Regions from separate parts of the Mus musculus genome. Here all the other regions are linked to region 2. The links are chromatin contacts, called in public HiChIP or PLAC-seq maps. All regions are on one chromosome and are shown on one strand. The core of a region is the stretch at or near the end of the contact, and the rest is flanking DNA. Distances in the headings are between cores, read along the strand shown.

The links. HiChIP or PLAC-seq counts read pairs in DNA pulled down with a chosen protein or histone mark.
Region 1: a contact with region 2 is called in an H3K27ac HiChIP or PLAC-seq map of embryonic fibroblasts, with 21 read pairs. The contact joins two enhancer-like sites. A contact is called at or near these places in 4 of 39 promoter capture datasets (the C10 cell line, liver, neural stem cells and 1 more), 2 of 15 datasets of contacts at CTCF or cohesin (CD8 T cells and pro-B cells), 6 of 484 Hi-C or Micro-C datasets (B cells, the C2C12 cell line, the F1.1 cell line and 3 more), 6 of 115 datasets of contacts at active chromatin or transcription factors (CD8 T cells, cardiomyocytes, embryonic fibroblasts and 3 more) and 3 of 9 other capture datasets (adipose tissue, embryonic stem cells and liver).
Region 3: an H3K4me3 HiChIP or PLAC-seq map of intestinal villus epithelium shows a contact between it and region 2, with 12 read pairs. The contact joins two enhancer-like sites. A contact is called at or near these places in 1 of 15 datasets of contacts at CTCF or cohesin (large pre-B cells), 11 of 484 Hi-C or Micro-C datasets (CD4 T cells, CD8 T cells, Sertoli cells and 8 more) and 4 of 115 datasets of contacts at active chromatin or transcription factors (embryonic stem cells, intestinal villus epithelium, pancreatic cancer cells and 1 more).

The regions. Positions count from the first base shown.
Region 1 is chr13:41,474,500-41,478,757 of GRCm38.p6, reverse strand. It overlaps a transcript of Nedd9 not described here. Among named protein-coding and RNA genes, the nearest start is that of Gm32401, 10 kb to the left of the region's middle. Within about 2 kb of position 1,892, at least 29 of the 459 cell types and tissues checked have an H3K27ac peak or open chromatin away from gene starts, as enhancers often do. A contact at or near this core is called in the C2C12 cell line, adipose tissue and embryonic fibroblasts, where this site is marked.
Region 2 is chr13:41,401,495-41,405,437 of GRCm38.p6, reverse strand. It overlaps a transcript of Nedd9 not described here. Among named protein-coding and RNA genes, the nearest start is that of Gm32448, 6.8 kb to the left of the region's middle. Within about 2 kb of position 1,472, at least 123 of the 459 cell types and tissues checked have an H3K27ac peak or open chromatin away from gene starts, as enhancers often do. A contact at or near this core is called in the C2C12 cell line, Sertoli cells, adipose tissue and 4 more, where this site is marked.
Region 3 is chr13:41,334,506-41,338,377 of GRCm38.p6, reverse strand. The region is part of intron 2 of Nedd9 (neural precursor cell expressed, developmentally down-regulated gene 9); the gene reads left to right. Among named protein-coding and RNA genes, the nearest start is that of Nedd9, 23 kb to the left of the region's middle. Within about 2 kb of position 2,082, at least 71 of the 459 cell types and tissues checked have an H3K27ac peak or open chromatin away from gene starts, as enhancers often do. A contact at or near this core is called in Sertoli cells, intestinal villus epithelium, liver and 1 more, where this site is marked.

The DNA of each region.
Region 1 (4,258 bases), core at 643-3,142, 73 kb before region 2:
TAAGCCTATAGGGACCATTCCTATTCAAACCCCCACCCATGTTAAGAACTGTTAAAACTTTATAGTAGGTCTCAGATCTTTATTGTTCGCTTCTCTTGTTCATTCGGTAACCAGTAATTGCCAAAATAGCACAGGAAGTGAACACATTTTCTAACCTTCATGAGAAGCAACAGCGTGCCTTCTGCCCGAGACGGCCCCTTTCTTAGCAGAATGGGAACAGTCACGAAGCAATTGGCAGCAGTGTACATTGAGATGTGATGGCTGGGGCTCAGAAGATGGACAGAACCACGAGAGCTGGAGTAACTGCTGGTGTGGTTAAGGAAGCCAGCAGCATCCCAGGTTCACATTGCACCTCTGCCACACCGCTGTCGTGCTCCCTGGAGCAAGTCGGTCTCTCGCCTGCAGAGGATGACAAGTCCACCTCACTGGGTAGTTTTAAATATGAGTTAATATACAAGCACACAAAAAGCACCTCCAACTAGATCCGAGACATGAAGATGCTGGTTTCGCATTACCTTGTGGGAGTAAGCGAAGACCTGGCAATGGAACTTAATAAAAGAAAAGGAGCTAGGTTGAGAGTGTGGCTTAGTTAGTAGAGTGCTAACCTACCATTCTCAAGACCCCCCACCCCCACCCCCTGCGAGATTCAATTGCCCAGAAGCGTATAAACCAAGCATGGTGATACGAGCCTGCAATCCTCGCACTCAGGAGGCAGAAGCAGGAGGGTCAGAAATTCAAAGTCATTCTCGGTTATATAGTAAGTTTCAGGTCAACCAGGGATACGTGAAAGAGATGCAAGTATTGTGTGTTTGTGTGTGTGGGGGGGAGGGGGAAGGGAGAGGGAGGGGAGGGGAGGGGGAGGGGGAGAGGGAGAGAGAACATTTAGTTCAACTCAGCCTCAGTAAACAAAAACAAGTGGTGTCTGAAGCTGCTGAGAGGAGGGGCTCTCAAAGCCATTTCACTCTCATATAGACCAACTTGTGGATCAGCCACTGGTCACCAAGCACATCCCGGGTCCCTGCAGTGTTCTGAGCCCTTGTGAGCCCAACACAAACATGATGACCACCAGCATCGACTTTTTCAAATGGATTCTAGTTAGAAACCTTCTGGGCTCATTGACTGTGGTGTTGGCATGCCCCCAGGTTGTAGTGTCTGCTGTGTGGTTCATGAATAAAGAGAAAGATTTGGCCTCGTAGACTTTCAACATTCACAGCTCCTTAAAAATATTGTGTCCATCAAGTGTGTCTGTTCCCTCATGTGCACGTGTATACATGCCATAACATGTGTGTGGAAGTCAGAGAATAACCTTTGGGTGTCAGTTTTCTCTTTTTACTATTTGAGGTTTGGGGCTTGAACTCAGTTCATCAGGCACCACGGTGCTAAGTGCTTTTGCCAACTGAGTCATCTGATCAACCCTCAACACGGACAACTCTTGTGTGCTAACGAAGAATGACGAGAATAAAAAGTGTTACTCAATTATGTTTATTATCTATAAATCCGACAGGTCTTCATTACTTTGTCCTTCTCAAATATAAATGTACGCTTCTGGCTCACCTCCATCCCCATCTGTCTCTCCCTCTCAAAGTGCAAACATTCACTAAGGACCAGAGGAAGGGCTTAGTGCCAGGCTGCCCATGAAGCCATTACTCTCATGGCTTCCCCTTGGCTAACGCCTTGCCTGTCTCACTCACCAAAATCCTAGGGAATTCACCCCCAAGAGTCAGCAGCTACTGCCTCTGACCTCACCTGGGAAAAGCCCTTGGAGAAGCCAAGCTGAAGATCTTCCTGAACTACTGAGAATCATGACAGAGATCCGAACCTCCCACCTCTCTGTGGGGCTCATATGCAGATGATGCCAAAAGAACTAGTAGCTACATTACAGAATTCTAGTGAGTCATTTGGTCAGTGGGTATCATACACACTTCAAAACACATTGCCATAGATGGAGCTGAGAGTCTGGCCTCCTGGGGAGAGCTAAAACTCAGACTGGATCATCGTAAGAATTTCCATGGGAAACCCTCTGAGAGAAAGCACAGCGACTTGCTAATTGTAGCTTACTCTAAATCTAAGGGCAATGTAGCACTTATGAAGAAAGATCAGAAGGTTTGAATGCCAGTCATTGGTGGGGGAATCTCTGAATATGGCAGGCCTGCCTGGTGGACTCCTTCAGTGAGGAGATCAGTCAAATTGTCTTTCTCTGAGATGCTTTCCAACAGTAAAAATTGTTAAACCATATTTGGCCTGGCTGTCTATTTCAAAAGTTCAACCTTATAATCACTTTCACAGGCGCCCCACACTGCCCCGCCTAGATTTCCAACATTTCCTTGATGCCGTGTGATTACAATGGAAAGGAATGCCATTCTTCTCCAGCCGCAGGGAAGTATTGGGCTTCCTTTGTCTCAGAAAATAGATGACTGCTTGTGTCAGAGACCTTGACCTAAATCTTAATTAATGCCCATGGCCTGTTTAGACCAGTGTGTGCAACTTAACCAGACAGTCCCAGGAGAAAGAATTAGTGATCACAGAAAGGAAAAGGTCTATATTTTCGATTGATCATTCATGGAATTTATTGCAATGCCCATTCTGCCTATAATTTAGCTTTATTAAGTTTGGCTCTTGGGGTAATACTTTCTTCTTAATGTTCAGTAGAGTGAAAACTTGGTTTCTGTTTTATTCTTAAATGTTCTGGTTAATCCTGGCTCTAATACACAGCATTAATTTAGCCAAAACATTGATTTAGCATGGCATGGTGGCTCCTGTCCAGTATTTTCAAATCTGACTTAGGAGGGCTTCTGCAAGTTCAGGTCTAGCCTGGGCTACATACTGAATTCTAGGCTATGCAAAACAAGAGTGAGACTCTGTCTCAAGACAAGAAAACAAAAATAATAGCTGCCAACATTAATATACTAATTATTGTAGTATTATTTATTATATATTATATACTAATTAATTAAATTAGCATATGTTCAGCTCATTAACCCCCATCGCTGTATTGAATTTTCACAGTGGACCTAGAGATTGTTGATTGTATTCTTCTCTTTGATGATAATGTGACCAAGGAGACTGCAGTGAGAGGCCATTTAGGTAACACTTTGGGCAGCTGATCAAATGATGTAGGTGTGACTAGAACCCAGGGCTTCTGGCTAAGGAAGAGTTCAGCCAATGACAAGGTACTACTTTTATCAGGGTCTGGGCATCATTTATATCTTCAGTGTGAAGACACTGGTTTTCTTTAGACTAACTCCCTTTTATTTTCAGTCAGGGAGGTCTTCCATGGCTGATATTCCACCTTTTCCCCCTGTATTGGCTACAAGAATTAACAGGCGTGGAAAGCTTCCCTATGTGTGAAGTATCCCTTGGAGACTGCTGGCTTTTCTTCCTAAATCCTACATCATTTGCCCCTCCCTTTTTGTCACTCGGCATGGTGAAGGTGTCTCCTCAAGTACCCATCATCCATAGATTTCCTCAAATTTACTTTATCAGAACTGGACTAGCAGCGATGGATTTGACCCCACTACTGTTAATCACTGTATCTCAAAGCTCCTGGACTTTCCATTCAAAGTCGTGATTTACAGCGTGAATGAGATCTGTTTTCTAGAAGAGAGAATTTCAAGGAGCAGACAGAGCTGAAGGCATCTGTCTTTACTCATCCCAGCTGCCTACCCCTCAGACAGCCTGGGTTATCAAAAGCCCATCTCTCACTACAGTGTCATCATTATCATCAACTCAATATGGGCCCTCACATAAAGACCTGCAACAGAACTAGTTTCCCTTTGGGGGGGAAAAAAAGCAAGGATAAGTCCTTGGGAGGCTGAGGTCATTTGGTTTTCCTCCATGGAAACAGGGTATCTCTTTATTAATCAGAAGGCTTAATCTGATTAATCAGAGGTAGGAGGGGAAATTGAGAAAAACCTGATTTCAGTAGACTGTACCTTTGTGGTAAGAAAGTGTGCCCAACTGTGAGTGGGCAATAGAAGATTTGGTCACCATAAACTGCCCCCTTTGAAATATCCAGCTTGTCACTTACTGCTCCTTACAGACCCGCTAAGCTGGGTACAGAAGTCAAGAGACAGGAAATTCAGGAATTTCTTATGTGTCAGAAAGAATCCGCCATAATAGATATCATTGCAAAATAAATAATCAGGGATTGGGAGGAGTTCCATACTATGGCTCTCCCTTTTCTTCAAAGTTGTTTTCATTTCTCAGGGGCATTCTATTGGCCAAGTGGGATATTCAGTGAGGAGGTGGAAGAGATTAG
Region 2 (3,943 bases), core at 223-2,722:
AGTAGACTGAGGCATGGATCAAGGAACTTATGAGTGAGAAATGGGAAACTCCCATGCATTCATCCTCCTGGAGAGCAAGAAGCACAGGTAGACAACCACATTCTGTGAGCTTTACCCATAGTGTCCTACCCTTGCCTGTTGGAAATACCCAGAGTATGTGATCCCTGCCGCATTAACCTTGGACCAAGTCTGACTCATGACTGGGGCATCGTTTCCAAGTCTGAGTAAGTATCTAAGGGCATAGCCTGGGTGACCCTTCAGAACAGATGCAGGGACACTCCCTGTCCATGGGATTGGGTGGATTAGGGGCCAGATCAGCATTCTGAAATCCCATCTGTGGTAATAAACCACCTTTATTACGCCTGTAAAACTTTGAAATGAGAATACGTGCAAACTTGACATGTTCCACTGACGCTCATAGTAACCAGCAACCTCAGTTCTAACCTGGTTCCTGGACTTCATGCGGAGTGGACTCTTGGAAGTTAGCCTCAATACCACAGTTTGGTTTTGCTCTGAAATGATATCCAGGGATCCATCCCATAATTAGCCTCCAAGCGATGACACCATTGCATACACTAGCAAGCCTTTGTTGCAAGGACGGTGATATAGCTGTCCCTTGTGAGACTAGGCCAGGGCCTAGCAAACACAGAAGTGGATGCTCACAGTCAACTATTGGATGGATCTCAGGGCCCCCAATGGAGGAGCTAGAGAAAGTACCCAAGGAGCTAAAGAGATCTGCAACCCTATCGGAGGAACAACATTATGAACTAACTAGTACCCCAGAGCTCTTGACTCTAGCTGCATATGTATCAAAAGATGACCTAGTCGGCCATCACTAGAAAGAGAGGCCCATTGGTCAGGCAAACGTTATATGACCCAGTACAGGGGAATGCCAGGGCCAAAATATGGGAATGGGTGGGTAGGGGAGTGGGGGGGGGGACTTTTGGGATAGCATTGGAAATGTAATTGAAGAAAATACGTAATAAAAAAATAAAAAAATAATAATAATAAAAAGAAAATGATCGGACAAAAGAGCCCACAGTTGTCTCACTGTAGCATTTGGCTGAGTGGCACCATTAGAAGTGGGTAGAGCAACCCTGCATAGGGAAAGGCTGTTTGTGTGGGCAACTAGGAAAGTTCTAGGGAGGAGAGACCCAGTTACACACAAAAGAACACAAAGCACTTCAGATTCGTGTTCGCTCACCCTGGCACGCGTGGAAAGGAGGCTGTTTGGGTGTGTAGAAGTGCTTCCCAAAGAGCAAGCCCAGACCAGGTGATGCTCCAAAGTTACAAGTGCCCTGTGAGTTACTGGGTGTCCATTTCTGCCTCCAGTTGTGTAAACAATGCCTTGCGTAATGTGGATCTTGATAATATTGACTCAAAACCTTGAAATAGATGAAGTCATACTGAGTCACTAATAGGAGGGACTCTGCCAGCTGGAAAGGGAGCACGGAGTTCAGCCCAGGGTGGGACAGTGTAAAGAGCAGCGTGAGGGAGTAGGCAGAGATACGGTCACAAGCATTGGCCTCCCAGGCATTGTGTGTGTGTGTGGCATTTGTCATGATCCAGACTGCCCTTGCTGTAAGCAAAGTCCATCCCTTTGTATGGACTTGTTTTGGTAAAAGCTAAGTAGAGAGGCACTATTTATTTATAACCCCGTTTTTCATTTTTAAGTAACCAGTCTTTTGGTGCTAGTTATCATAATGTTTAATGTGCTTATTATTGTCTGGTCATTTTAGAAACAAAATTTCACTATGTAGTCCCAGCTGGCCTAGAGCTCACTATGTAGATCAAGGTGGTGATCTTCCTGGAATTATGGGTATGTGGTGCGTGTGTGTCTGTGTGTGTGTGTGTGTGTGTGTGTGTGTGTGTGTGTGTGTGTATACATATAATTTTCAAGAATGTATCTGTTAGTGCTGAGCATAGTGGCTCTCACCTAGAATACCAGCATCAGAAATTTGAGTCAATCCTCAGCTCTCTAGCAATTGTGAGGTTAGCCTAAGGACTAACTACCTCAAAAAAAAAAAAATCAGATAAAAAAAACAAAAATACCTCTGTTAGGTTTAAGTACACAAAAATATGGAGGTAGATAATCATATACCTATGTAAGTCTCAACATTACAAGCCATCCAACATACCTTGTCCTATGCTGTTTACCTTCAAAGAACCAGGCTAATGAGGCAACATTTTAATAGACTGTTTTTCTTCCCATAGGCTAGCACAAAGTCCATGGTCCCTTTGAAGATCTGCTAATAATCTATAAAAACAAATGGAGCTTGGTGACCAATATTCCCCAGACCCTGCTGCTGTAGGAAGCAGGTTCAAGTGTGCACAGGCCAGTGATTTCGGGGTCCAGAGAGAAGCAACCGGTTGAACCTGGAGAGAAGGGAAAAGCCAGCAGGCAGTTACAAAGGACTAAAAGGAGTTCAAACAATCGAGTGTGTATATGGGATGAACAGTTCTCTTCTTTGCACCCTTGAGGGAGTGTGCATTGAAGTATGACCAGAATGAAGCCAGTAACAGGAAGGGGACCTCCCAGGGCAGCTCCTAGTTATTTTTTCTTGAACACAGAGACTCCTCTGTGGTCTCACTTTTTTGGCTCTGAACCTTGGTCACATATTTCTAGGGGCCGTGTAAGCCAAGGACAGTGGAGAGTGCAGCAAGAAACCAATCAACCTGATGTTAGGGAGGAAAGAAAGACATGCCTGCTGTTATTCATGAAAAAAAAAATGGGACTTCCTCTTTTTTCTAGTTAATGACCTTGAAGTAAATTCGTCAGGCACAACTTGCCCGGTCCAACCAGAGAGGAAACCCTCACTGCAAATCTGGACCAATGCAGCTGTGCACACAGCAAGAGACAAGACAGAGCCCAAGCATAGCCAAAGGAGGAAACAATTGCTTCATTGCATCTGGAGGATTTGAGAGCATAGAGGCTACGGCATCACATCTTCCATTCAGCCTGTCCTTTCCTAGAAGAAACACTCACGGGTGGAAGGAGTGTGAAATTAAAAAATGGCCAGAGGATAGATAAAACAGTAGCACAGACCTGTATTTAATCCCAGTGGAGATTGGGAAGACTGGAGGATCAATACGAAGCAGCATGTTTGAGGTTAGCCTGGCATCTATGAGACGCCATCTTTTAAAAGTAAAAAGATTTATCAGTGGAGGTGAATAGCAGGATCGATTTGTTTTCACCACATAACAAGTTCTCCTTGGAGACATGGAAACCCTGACTTTTCAATTTGGACAAAAGAAAGGCAAGCTCCCGGGCTGGGGAGTCAAGGGAGAAAGCAGAGGGAGGAGTTACTGGCTTGATAGGCTAGCTCAGCCATAGCCTGGTCTGTGAAAGAACAGTTGCCTACTGTCCTGGGACCACCAAGGAGGAGCTTGGGAAAATATATCACTTTATAAGAACCAAGGGCAACGCTGTGTCCTGCAGCTCGGGCTGCTTCTCAATACTCCAGTCCAGTTTATAGAGCAGTGGCACGAATGCAGAATTGAGGGATACAGTCACCCTTCAGCTATGCGTGTGTTTACCATCCCCTTACCAACAACAGCTGGGGAAATGGGTGACAAGGGCGGGGGGGGGGGGGGGGAGCTGAGCAAGCCAGGGAGGCCAGCCTCTAAGATAAAGACTTAGAGTGTCCTTGATGAACTGGACTTTAGCCCCAGCCACCTGTAACAGTTGCAGCAGGACAATGGCTCTGCTTTTTTACAGACAGGAGGGGTGGTCTCACCACCAAGTCAGTTATCCTGAAGTTTAACATCCTCCTGCCTTAGTTTGCTAAGCACTGTGAGTAGGTCCATGAATGCCTAGCAAGGCTAAGGACTTTTTGCCTTTATCCTTCCAAGTCTTACGTTGATGGATTCACTCTCAGAATGCTCCCATTCTGTAGAGTCAACTATGAAGCTCTTAGAATGCGCCTTCTCCTAGTCTCTGGGA
Region 3 (3,872 bases), core at 833-3,332, 68 kb after region 2:
GTATATCCCAGGCTGTGTTTGAACTTGAGATCCTTTTACCTCAGACTCCCGAGTGCTGGGATTACAGGCATGCGTTATCATACCAGCAACACAACTTCGTTGAATGACCATGTGCCTACATACCATTGACTAACAGCCAGTCTAAGTGGTATTTCATTCTGGATCCAGTTTGAGCATACAATCGTGTCTCTTCAGTCAGGTGATGAGTCTGCTAGACCTGGATCCTGTGTGTAAATGGTTTGTAGTCTTATCGACCTCTTCCTTGAGTAGTGTAGCCCCCGTCATTACTGTGGATCCTTCTCCCTGGGCCAAAAGCTAAGTCATGAATCAGTCATCTGGCTGGGCAAAGAATCAAAGGAAAGTAGAGGAAATTAAAAGGTTGAAAATACATCCTATCTACCAGCTTGTTCTTAGAGCTTTGGGCTTAAAGATTGATTTATTCAAAATACACAGATACTAGTAGGTTTAGAATTGATTCATTTCTTGTAGTAATGTCCAAGTAGACACAGCAGAGTTTAGATACTTAGGAAAATGCCAAGTTTAAAAAAAAAAAAGAAAGAAACATATGATGTATTCATCAGCTTTTTATCACCATTACTGAATCCTTGAGACAGCTACCTTCATAAAGAGACAATATTTATTGCTTAATCTCTCAGTTTTGATAGTCCCAGAGCCTGCCTCTGGCATTAGATCAGTTGTGGCAAAGGCCAGCTGTCATCACCTCTTTTGGTAGGCACTCTCCCGATCACCTCAGACCTGCCATTAGCAGGGGGTGTGGAATACTCAGACCATCCCCAAACCACATGGCTAGGGAGCACCACAGGACTAGGGAGCACCACAGGACTAGGGAGTACCACATGTTAGAGTCTCAACCCAGAACAATTTGAGTTGAGTAGAAATGCATTCCTTAATCGGTGAATATTGAGCATCTTTTGTAGTTTTGATACTTGTGTGATACAGTGGTAAACTAAAGACTAAATAGAGCTCTCAGAGCAGTTACGATGCAGTGAGGGAACAGTACAATACCAGGTAAGGTGTGTGTGTGTGTGTGTGTGTGTGTGTGTGTGTGTGTGCCAGGAAGAGAATCTTGACACTTACTTACAGGGCAATGGCTAAGCCAACAATGATGGGTTTTTGTGCCCATTAAAAGGGAAGGCTTTCCTCTTTCATTTGTCAGAAAGTCCCAATGGTTCCTTCAAGGCTTGCTAGTAAGAATAGACTAATTTTATACAATGAGAAAATATCTCCAGATTATCCAGATTATAAGAGTAAGGGTAAAGTTGGACACCAGAAAGAGCTTGAGACTCTATGGACACAAAATATAGATGAATTTACAAATCTATGTTGTGTCAAATAGTATTTGCTAGCATGATACTTTTTTCTAAGTACGTCTTTTTTAAAAGAGTTATCATTTTTGTTTTATGTTTATGAGTGTATTGCCTGTGTATATGTATGTGCACCGCATATATGCCTGGTACCCAAGGAAGCCAGAAGAGGGAGTTGGGTTCCCCGGAACTGGAGTTAAGGACAGTGGTAAGCCACCTGTGTGGCTTCTGTAAGAAGTCTCTTACCAATGAGCCATCTCTCCAGTCCTTGGAACCTCTATTTATTTTCCCAAGGGGCCAGGGGAAGAAAGATTTATTCTTGAATTCCTCAACAATGAATTCATTTTCTAATCATCTATTATACATATGTGTGTTTTTAACAAAAACACATCTCAAGGGCACACAATCCAAGTTCTGTCTGATAGGAGAAATTCTCTGAGAAGTGGTGAAGGGCTTTCCCACTTAAGTTCACTCCCCAGGACAGGGATCCTGGCTACAGGCCATCGACAGAGCATGTGACCTTGCAAAGCCCTTCTCGCCCCAGTGATTTCAGCTCCTGAGGGAGTGCCAAGCCTGGCCTCTGTCCCCCAGAGAGGAAAAGAACAGTTGGAAGGTGTAACTATAAATAAGTAACTCTCATTCTTAGTCTCGGTGGCTTGAGCAACTTAAAAATAGTTCTCCCTCGTCTGAGCTGGTTCGAGGCAGACAGAGGAGGCCAGTACGGGAAGTGCTTGGCTGAAAGGTAGAGGGACCTTACTCTTGTCATAGTTTATTTTGGCAGGAAGGTGACATGTTTTCCTTTGACTCAACCTTTTCAGTTCCATGTCTGGGAAGCCTGATGCTTCAGACCCCTCGTTCCCCCCTTGCTTGTGTTATAGCTGATGGCGTTCTTCCCCTTGGCTCTCTCCTGGTCTCCACTGATGTCAGGGGCTGAGGCCCTCAGGTGGCTCGGGTCCCTCCGCATACTGTTTCCTTCTGTGACTTCTGCACCTCAGAGCCTTCTGTGTTTAGCAAAGGGCAGGCCAGCCCTGAAGTAATAAGCCAACCTTTAACAAGCCCTGCCAGCCCTTATGCAGTGCAGACCAAACAAGACACTCCCATCACCTGAAGCTTGCACAGCTGGCAGGGGCTGCCTAGTACGGACTAAAGCTAGAAAGGACAGGGAAGGTGACCCTAGCCCTTCCCTGCCATGCACCAGGGTCCTCTGTAACAAACCCTGTGAGTGAGTCTTCGCGCCATTGAGAGTTCAGGTTTCCTGCTTCCAGTCCCTTCTTCCTTTTCTTTCCCTCCCTCGTTCACCGCTCTTCTTCCTTCTCCTTTGTCCACTCCTCCTCTCCCTTCCTCTCCTCATCTCTCCTTCCTTTTATCCCCTCGCTTCCCCATACCCTCCTCTCCTTCTTGTTCACCCACTTTCCTCCCTCTCCTTCCCACTTCCCTTCCTGATTTTCTCCATTTCCTCCTCTCTCTCTCTTCCCCTCTCCTCTCTCCCTCCTTTCTTTCTTGTTAAATTTTCTTTCCTGATGGAGGTGGTGGCAAGGGTCACCTCTTACATGACTGTAACCTCCCAGGCAGTAATAACTGCTTTAAGAATTTGGCCACTGGGGCTGAAGAGATGGCTCAGTGGTTAAGAGCACAGATTGCTCTTCCAGAGGTCCTGAGTTCAATTCCCAGCAGTCACATGGTGGCTCACAACTGTCTGCACCGAGATGTGATGCCCTCTTCTGAAGATAGCAACAGTGTATTCATATATAAAAATAAATTTAAAAATTTTTTTAAAAATTTAATTTGACCACCAAATCCCTTGCTGTAGTATAGTAACTCCCAGTGGACAGGAATCCTAATGACTTAAGTCAGACCCCAATCTCAGTGGCCAAGAGAACAGATGTGGGTTTTGTCAGTAGTTATTGTTTCTTATCTTAGAAGTTTTGCCGGCTTGCTAAATAACTAACTCATTTTCTCTTCTAACTTCCTGTCTGTAAACAGTGACAAACTAAGGCCTGGATGAGTGTCCCCAGTAGCTCTAGCTATGGTTTCTAAAAGCTGTCTAAGGAAAATGAGGACTCAGTGGTAACTTGTTCTGAGCTTGAAGAATTGAATGAGCTAGTCACCCAGAAAGGGAGGGACATCAAGTCAGCTGTGGGTTCCCAGGTCCACCTCACAGCCCTTCCTTTCGTGGGTCTAAGAGAGGAGGCCCAGGAGCCTACCACTCTTTGCTTAGTTCATCAGAAGTTGGCCCAGGACCATACTTAGAGAATCACTAAAGAGAGACAATGGCCGGCTTGGATGTGTTCCAGTCTGACTGTGATCGGGACTTTCCATAGTTCAGAACTCGCCCGAGTTGTTACAGTGTGGACTTCAGACATTTCATCCCATACACCACTGTGTCCCAATGAATTACTTAAAAAAAAAAATTACAGCATGAATTCTGCCTTCTGCCTTCCCTTTCTGCTCTCCTGGAAACTCCAGCTTCCACCCACCCTCCTGCACCCCGGATCCATATTAACCGACAGCCAGAATTAGCTGCCTGCAGAATGCGGATAGGGATCA